Linked DNA regions of Zea mays: region 2 is linked to region 1. A link is a contact called in public Hi-C data. All regions are on one chromosome and are shown on one strand. The core of a region is the stretch at or near the end of the contact, and the rest is flanking DNA. Distances in the headings are between cores, read along the strand shown. Region 1 holds the start of LOC100273965. Region 2 holds the start of LOC100285258 (cyclin-like F-box).

Region 1 (4,170 bases), core at 487-2,986:
AAAATTGTGTTTTTAGACTAGGCAGTTATATACTTATATTTAACTACGAGATCAAATAGAGCCTTGCTAAATTTGCTCTAACTAAAACGGTAGTGGAGTTTCTCAAACCAATAATGTTTTATGGTTTTATAGTAGTGGTCTAAGTTAAAAGATTTTTAAGTGTAACTATGTCTTAAAGATAGGAATATCACCCTTATTATTATTATTATTATTATTATTATTATTATTATTATTATTATTAGTACTAGTATTGCTGCTGCTACCATCATAAATTTCTATATTTTTAAAATAAACTTCGCTAAGCTTAATTAACTTTGACTTAGGCTGCATATAGAATTGTATGGTTTCTAGGAAATTAAAGAAGGGGAGAGGGGGCTAGTTTTACGTAAGAAATTACATCGATCCTTCTGCCTCCTCTTCTATTCTTCATGGATGTGTCAGCAAGCTCAGTGGGTCAATCTGACTAAACTTGGCATGGAGGCGTCGCCGTACACACACACACACACACACACACACACACACACATATATATATATATATATATATATATATATATATATATATATATATATATATATATATATATATATATATATATATATATATATATATATATATATATATATATATATATATATATATATTACTGCGTACGGATAGTAAATTTGTTTAACATATTTTTGGCAAAAAAAAGGCTTAAAGGTCAATATATATAATGAATGTGGTACGTTATTCCTTGTCGTTTCTCTTGAGATTTCTCAAACAAATATTTCGTGATTGTTAATATCCCTTTCTACAAATTAAAGTCATCTCGATTATAAAGATATATATATTTTTTAAACCGTCTGTAGGTAGATAGAGATAGCCATCTTGAGTAATTAATACTCTCTGTTCTAAAATAAAATTTGTTTTAGCCTATATATATATATATATATATATTATTTAATTGAATGTGGACCAAGAAAAGGCTTAGAACGAACTATATTTTCAAATAGAAGAAGTATAATACTGTACAGTAGACTAGAACAAGATAATGTACGTACGTACTTTTACGCCATATCCTCCCCTCAGGCTGTCTGTATGGGTGGGTTGTCCCTTGCTGCTACGTTCTGTTAGGCGCTATGAATTACAGGAAATTAAGTGGTTGACTTGGACAGCAGGCGGGTTACACGTTCCACTGTGCCGAGATGTGAGGTGCAAGCCGCAAGTGTGTTTGGTTGAAGAGTTTAGAGTAATGGAGCGGCTCTATTTTTATCTTTTGGTTTGGTTTTTAACGGAGGAGGGTGAAGTAGCTCGTAGTGTCCATAGCCGATCTATTCTAGTTGGCTGCTTAACCATACACACACTAATACCGTAACGCCTTATTAGCCCTGCCCGTAGGCCGTAGCGGCAGGCAGTGCAGCACGCGCGCGTACATCGCGGCGGAGCGGAGGTATACGTACCGGCGGCGAGGCAGACGACCCAGATGTAGAAGAAATTGAGGTAGGGGACGCCGGTCCTAGTCTTGTTGGCCTCGTCCAGCCGGCACCCGGGGCATCCCTCGTAGTACTTCGTCGTCCTCCCCTCCGGCGCCTGCAGCAACGGAACGGCCGCCGCCGCCGCTGCCGGACCACTCTCGCCGCCGGACATCCTTCCGTCGCCCTCGCCGGAAGACGATCGACGTGCCTGTTGGTCGTCGTCTCTTGAAGAGTAGTTAGAGCGGTGGTGGCCGGATGAATGAATAGAGAGATGCAAAACCCCCTGCCCTAAGTATATATATAAAGAATAACGTCTAACGTGGGAGGCCTTAAATACAGTGCGTCAAAGCTGGGACTAGGAGGAGGCCTGCATTGTGCAGTGCTGGTATATTGCTGCAGGGGCTGGGCTGGAGTGTAAGGCTGTCCGCAGTCGCGTCCGCCAGCCAGCTCCCTCCTCCCCTTGCCGGCTACAGATGCTCCCCAAGGCTGCAACAGCATTCCCCACAGGACCCCCTAGCCAGTAGATTTGAAAGGTGAACCGCTACCGCTAGCGTGAAGCAGCCGCCCCTCTATTCACGGTTCATGCGTACGATACTTTTTTAATAGGTGAAAAAAAAGTAATAGATGATAAATAGGGTTATAATGATATTTTATGGTTGTAGTGGAGTATAGAGGGAGAATATTAGAGAAACAACTGCGAGAGATAAAAAAATAAGAGATAAAATATTGATGATATGATAAAAAAGTAATATAAAAAAAAGAAATTTAGAGAGAACCGCTGCAGAGAGTCTAACATTTGGCATCTAACATTTGGCATCGGCGGCAGGCGCCGGGGCCCGTGCGACACGTCTTGTCGTCATTGTTTCCTGTTGAGTGGTGAACTGCAGCCGCCACTCGTCGTCGTCAGGGTTCAGGAATCATGACTACTACTAGCGTCGTTTTACTCGTTGTAGGTGGGCTATAGTGACCTTGCCGTGTGTCTGCTGGTCTCCTCCATGGACGTACGGATCATATGCACGCACGCACGCACGCGGGCGGAGAACCGAGGTGACCATCCACGCGCGCGGGCAGTATAGTGCTCTGCGGAAACGGGCCGGAAAATCAATGGAGATTACGGGGTGGAATTGGAAACCGTAACCCCCCATAGTCGCCATCATCGATCCAGCTAATTAACTTAAGTAGGCGACGACGACCCTGCATTGCTAGCGATATATGGCGGCTAGCTGGTCTGTCGCTCACTCCACGGCTGCATGCAGCTGCCGTGCGCGACAATACAAAGGTGACCCTGCGCGCTGTCGTCGTCGGAGATCAGGCATGTAGGTTCTGCGAAACTTCTTCCAGCCGCGCGCTGTAGAAAAGATGGACAGTGCGTGCACGCAGTGGCAGTGGCAGTGGCGGCATACATGCATGCATGCGTGCACCGGCAAAGTCTAGCTTTTATACTTGCCAAATTTGTTACAAACTACACGTTATCTTTCCTCTCTCGAGGTACGGTACGCGCTCTTATTGACATGTGCACTAAAACTATAGTTTTGAGTTCGTTGCAATTCAGGCACACAGAATAATATAGGAGAAGTACACGTTAAAAAAACATATTTGTAATATATAGATGGTTTTCTCATAATATTCTTTTGTCCAATCACATGCTTTCCATCTTCATGGTCTACCTATTATATCTCTTTATATCTTGACTACTCTTATGTCGGCATCGTTTTTTTTATCTAAGAAATCGTCATTCCTTCATTTTCCCTTTTTAATTCCAATAATGCTACCTCATTAATTGTTTTGTTTGGTTGACACTATAATTAGTAAGTTCATATATAAATAAACTTTGATTTTGGCAGGTCGCAGTACATGCCAGTTCCAGTAGACATGGGAAGATTTTTTTTCGAAGAAAAAATGATTATAGAATAAGAGCATCTCCATTAAAAATTGACTAAAACAAATCTTATGTTTGTAAAATCAACAACAAAGGGGACTGAAGCAAAAAAAAAACATGCACTAGCACTCTAGTTCCTTTTCAATTCCATTTCTCTATTTTTTTTTCTCAATCCCTCAATTGAAGGAAAACAACCACCGTTTATCCTAATTCCCTTTCCGACTTCCGCTTGCTTCAGGTTCATGCCCTCATGGGTGTTGGCTTTGGGCCAAGAAACCAGTGGGCCGTTGCGGAGCTGTGCCGTGTGCGACTCGACGGCTCCCGCATCTTCCAGCAGACAGACAAGAGAAGCCCAACGTCTGACTGTGTGAGCTAGGGACGTTGGGACGGCAACGGTATATACCCATTAGATAGTATCATTTCATACATGGTATATACCCATTAATAAAAATTATATCCTCTAGATTATCTATATACACTCGTGGGTATAGAACCGTGTGGTTAATTTTACTTGTTGAGTAATCCGTACCCGCTAGAAAGATCTCAATTTCTAAAATTCCTATCACTTAAAATGTCAAATAAACACATAACTATAAATTCAACTTAAATACAACATACCATATGATTACATAACTTAACAGTTAAACAAATATTGGTCGAGAAAGAATTTATTTCAGATAAGATGTACTTTATTATTGATAATAATAGTATGATGTGGGTATATTTTACCCACCGGTACATGGGTCTAGGTAGTAGCCACTCATACCCGTATCCGTCTACCTAACGGATAGAGATTCTTGTTCACTAACATACCCGCAGGTAGAGAAACAATCT
Region 2 (4,170 bases), core at 929-3,428, 610 kb after region 1:
TCTGACTTCTGCGCGCACTGTAGCGCATTAACTGCCGTTGCAGACGACCGTTGGCGCTGTAGTAGCCGTTACTCCGTTGGCACACCGGGCAGTCCGGTGAATTATAGTGGAGCGGCTCCCAGAATTCCCGAAGGTGACAAGTTCAGACTGGAATCCCCTGGTGCGCCAAACCAGGGCACAATTCGGTTGTCTTTTGCTCTCTTTATTTGAACCCTTTCTTGGTCTTTTTATTGGTTTGTTGTGAACCTTTGGCACCTGTAGAACTTATAATCTAGAGCAAACTAGTTAGTCCAATTAATTTGTATTGGGCAATTCAACCACCAAAATTTATATAGGAAAAGGTGTAAGCCTATTTCCCTTTCACGATCTTTAGTGAAACTCTCCAAAAATGTCTTCAGAATGACATCAAGCTTAACTTGAATCTTTTGACAAAGCTCACTAGAAATTTTTTTCAAGAGATGTTGAGTGGTTGATGTTTTTAGGATTGAAGGGATGAGTGTGATCCTCTCCATATTTTAGATATATGACTGGCCAATATATTGCTAGTAGATTAGATCTTGATAGTCTACTTCTTGTTCTCCAATGGAGTCACAAAAAGTATGCTAACATCAGAAGAGATCCAAATTATACACTAGCAAGGGCTAGCACGACTATAACTGACGCACGACCTTGAACATGATGAGAAACATAGCGAACCAACAAAACTGATTTGGAGACCAGTTAAGCCAATATTGATCCTATTCTTCATCGGGAAGACTCTCAAACACCTTCTAGGAAGACATGTCGAGGAGGAGTATGTGGAGTTTGTCCTAGTATCAACAAGGCCATCTAGAATACCGTCAAATCTCACCGAGAGACTGACGAACATCGATATAAAGAGAAAAGAGGATAGCAGATGTATTTTTGATATATTGGATGTTGGATACCTCAATTGATCGTGATCCTTTCATCTATACCCCTATATAACCCACCAGTTTCAACTTTGCAAAAACCCACCCAACCAAATCGCCCCACACCCATAACCTCCCCTAAATCCACCAAATGAATTGCACACACATATAACACACCCTCAAAACTAGTGGTTTAGATCATTGGATATCCCTCTCTCTTACTCACTCAAATCCAATGATCAATGTTATTTGAATCATCCTTTCTCCCTCATCCCTCACACGCACTGTGACTACCTTGTCTCCCCCTGCGACCTCGCCACCCCCTCCCCTCCCCCTCACTCGCGCCACCACCATCGACCCCTCCCCCTTCCCTCCTCGGGACCGTAGCGTTAGCACGAGTATTAGACTATTATGTATAGAGGAGGTGATATTATCTTAGTGAACAACAACTCTAAAACATGATTTGTTGGGGGAGAAGGTTTTTAGTCGAAGGTCCAATTTTAATAAAAAATACAGTTTTGTTTTTAGAAAGATACATTCGAACCACATGCCTGAATTGACAACTTTGATTGACTTTGCACCAGTGAACGCAAGTCGAAAGGAGGAGACGAAACTTGAACATGATTGAACTACCTTTAGATGCAACGGCAAAGAAGTTACAAAGAAAGTTAGCTATGCATGTAACCCTAATCCTATAAATAGGTTGTTATTAGTCAGGCTAGCACTAGGAAGCTGAACTGGTCGGATTTAGAGGACGACATAGCCATCTTGGAAAACTTGACCTAGCTAGTGTTGGTGAACAACTTCACCGATTTTGGAGACCTATCTAGCCGAGTTCGGCGGCGACGTAGATCGACTCTAACTTATGTTTATAATGTCAAATATTTTGGCACCCCAACATAGTGTTTGACAAAAAAAAACAGTTCATGATAGTTTATGAAGCTGTACCAAACAATTTTTTTTTATTATTATCTAAAATTGTTGCTCATACACGTGTGGATGGGAGCATACATTTGTCCCCTAAATTTGGTCACGAATCCGTTGGACAGCATTCCATCCCTGTTCCAGCGCAACCCAGCATGATTGGTCCTAAACGCGCGCGAGCGAACGCATGGCTCCCAATTATTGGTGCTCGACGGCTCCTAAATCCACTGACCAAAAAACCGGCATGGAACCAAACTCGCTTCCCTACAAACAAGGACAGCGGCACGACGAAGAACCACCAGCTTGAATTTTCCCCCATAAATATCCTTCTCCGCCACTTGCAAATTTTCCTATTCCATTTCTTCTTCGTCCTCGCACCAGTCCCTCCTCCTTGGAAGCGAGGGAGGAGAGTGGAGGGAGAGGGAGGAGCGAGGCAACGGTGAGCTCGGGAGGCGGCGTGGGGCTTGCACGCCGGCCCTACCCCCAGCTCACTCACCACGCTCTTCTCTCACCAACTCTCTCTCTCTCTTATCTCCTTCCAAGATTCCCCCATTTTTTTGTTGTTGTCCCCCCCATTCTTGCTAGGATCATTCCTTGATCTTTCGCTCGCTCCAGTACGCCCGTTTTCCAGCTCCGGAGATCCCATCTCGGCCACCTCCTGCGGTCTCCAAGCTCCAAGAGGCCAGATTCCAGCACAAATTTGAGGTCAATTTGCCCGCTGAGCTCGAATCAATCCGCTCGGCAACAAGTGTCCTTTGTTCCCCCGATCCCCGGGCTTCGATTCGATCGAATCCGACCTAATTTTATTGTGTGTGTGTGTGTGTTTAACCTTCTCTCGCTGCACTTTTCCTTTCTCCTCCCTGTCGCAAACGCAAAGTGGGTTCCATCGCGTCACCCGCACGGCTCCTCTGATCGGGCGGAGAAAGAAAGCGCATAAAAGGCGAGCTCTTGATGCGGTCTTGGTCGTAGCAACAGCAGCTCCACTGCTCCCGGCATCGCCTGCTGTTGTTTATCCATATACGGACGGAGCAGCGGGCGCTCCGGCAGAGGCAGTGGCAGCGCGCTCCCCCCGCCAGCGCGTGCTGATGCTTGCCCCCCTGCTCGCCGCCTTCGCTGTCGTCTTCCTGCTCCTCCTGTCCAGGCCATGCGCCCGTGACATGAGACTGTTCCTCGCCTCCCTGTGCCAGCAGCTCGTGCTGTCCCTGCTCGGGTTCCTGGCAGGCCTCCGCCTGCTCAGCGGCGTCGCGGCCGCCTCCGCGGCCACAGAGACCATGCCGCTCATGCCCTCCTTCAAGAGGAAGCGGGCCGCGGCCACGGTGGAGAATGCGGAGGAGGCGGCCGCCACGGCCGGCGGCGGCGAGACGTCGGTGCTCGACCTGCCGGAGCTGGCCATCGATTGCATTCTGGAGAAGCTGCGGCCGGCGGAGCTGCGGAGCATGGCCGCCGTCTGCCGCTCCATGCGCGAGCGCTGCCGCGGCGACCACCTCTGGGAGCGGCACATGACAAACAGGTGGGGCCGTGTCCTGGGCCGCGCCGCCAGGGACGAATGGAGGACGCACCTGGCTTCCGCCAGCGAGTCCCGCGCCGCGGGTGGCGGCGGCAAGCGCCGGAAGTGGCTCGCCGCGCTGTCCTGCGTTTGCCCGGTGGTGTCCTGGATGCGGCCCAGGGCCGACGGTGGCAAGTCGTCCGCCCCCGTTTTGGACGATTCCATCATGTCGTGGTACCTGTCCGTGGAGAGCGGCAAGTTCTGGTTCCCGGCTCAGGTCTACAACCGCGAGGTACCATCTCATGTCTTTCTCATCATTTACTAGCTGCCACTTCCATCCATATTGCCAAGCATAGCTTGCTAATTACAGTAGCACTCTTTGTGCTAATGACTGACCTTTTATTGTTGGATTACATCCCAATTTGGCTTAGTAGTCCTGGCCTCCTGGGCAGGCTTGCAATATACACCTTAATTTGGTCAGAGCAGCTTGCTTACATCTGTGTTCTTGTTGTCTCATGATCTTTGTTAGTTTCAAACATTGAAAGAATCCTGAGATTTCCTATCTGTTTTGCAGCACGGGCATGTTGGGTTCATGATGTCATGCTATGATGCAGCGCTCAGTTACGATTTCCATACCGACACATTCCGTGCAAGGTATGTTCTGACGATTTGTATGGTGGATACATACAAACTGAAAAAACTTGTTTCTTCAAATTCTTAAAACTGGTCATCATGTGGCAGGTACCCACCACACGGTCGACGAACCGTGGTGTTGGAGGATGGCGTGCAATGGGACAGGGTGAGGGCACCGCCTGTTGACACCCTTGCGCATGACCTGCACACCTCTGACTGCCTGCATGAGCTCCGGCC

The links. A called contact is a pair of places that touch in the nucleus more often than the background predicts.
Region 2: a Hi-C map of tassel shows a contact between it and region 1, with 2.9 times the contacts expected there. The contact joins the promoter of LOC100285258 here to the promoter of LOC100273965 in region 1. A contact is called at or near these places in 2 of 25 Hi-C or Micro-C datasets (ear and tassel).

The regions. Positions count from the first base shown.
Region 1 is chr3:45,560,565-45,564,734 of Zm-B73-REFERENCE-NAM-5.0, forward strand. LOC100273965 reads right to left here and starts at 1,737. Exons shown (of 17, transcript NM_001148352.1): 1 at 1,443-1,737. The coding sequence starts at 1,629.
Region 2 is chr3:46,167,470-46,171,639 of Zm-B73-REFERENCE-NAM-5.0, forward strand. It overlaps LOC100285258 (cyclin-like F-box), which reads left to right and starts at 2,179. Exons shown (of 5, transcript NM_001366718.1): 1 at 2,179-3,592; 2 at 3,875-3,954; 3 at 4,042-4,170. The coding sequence starts at 2,900.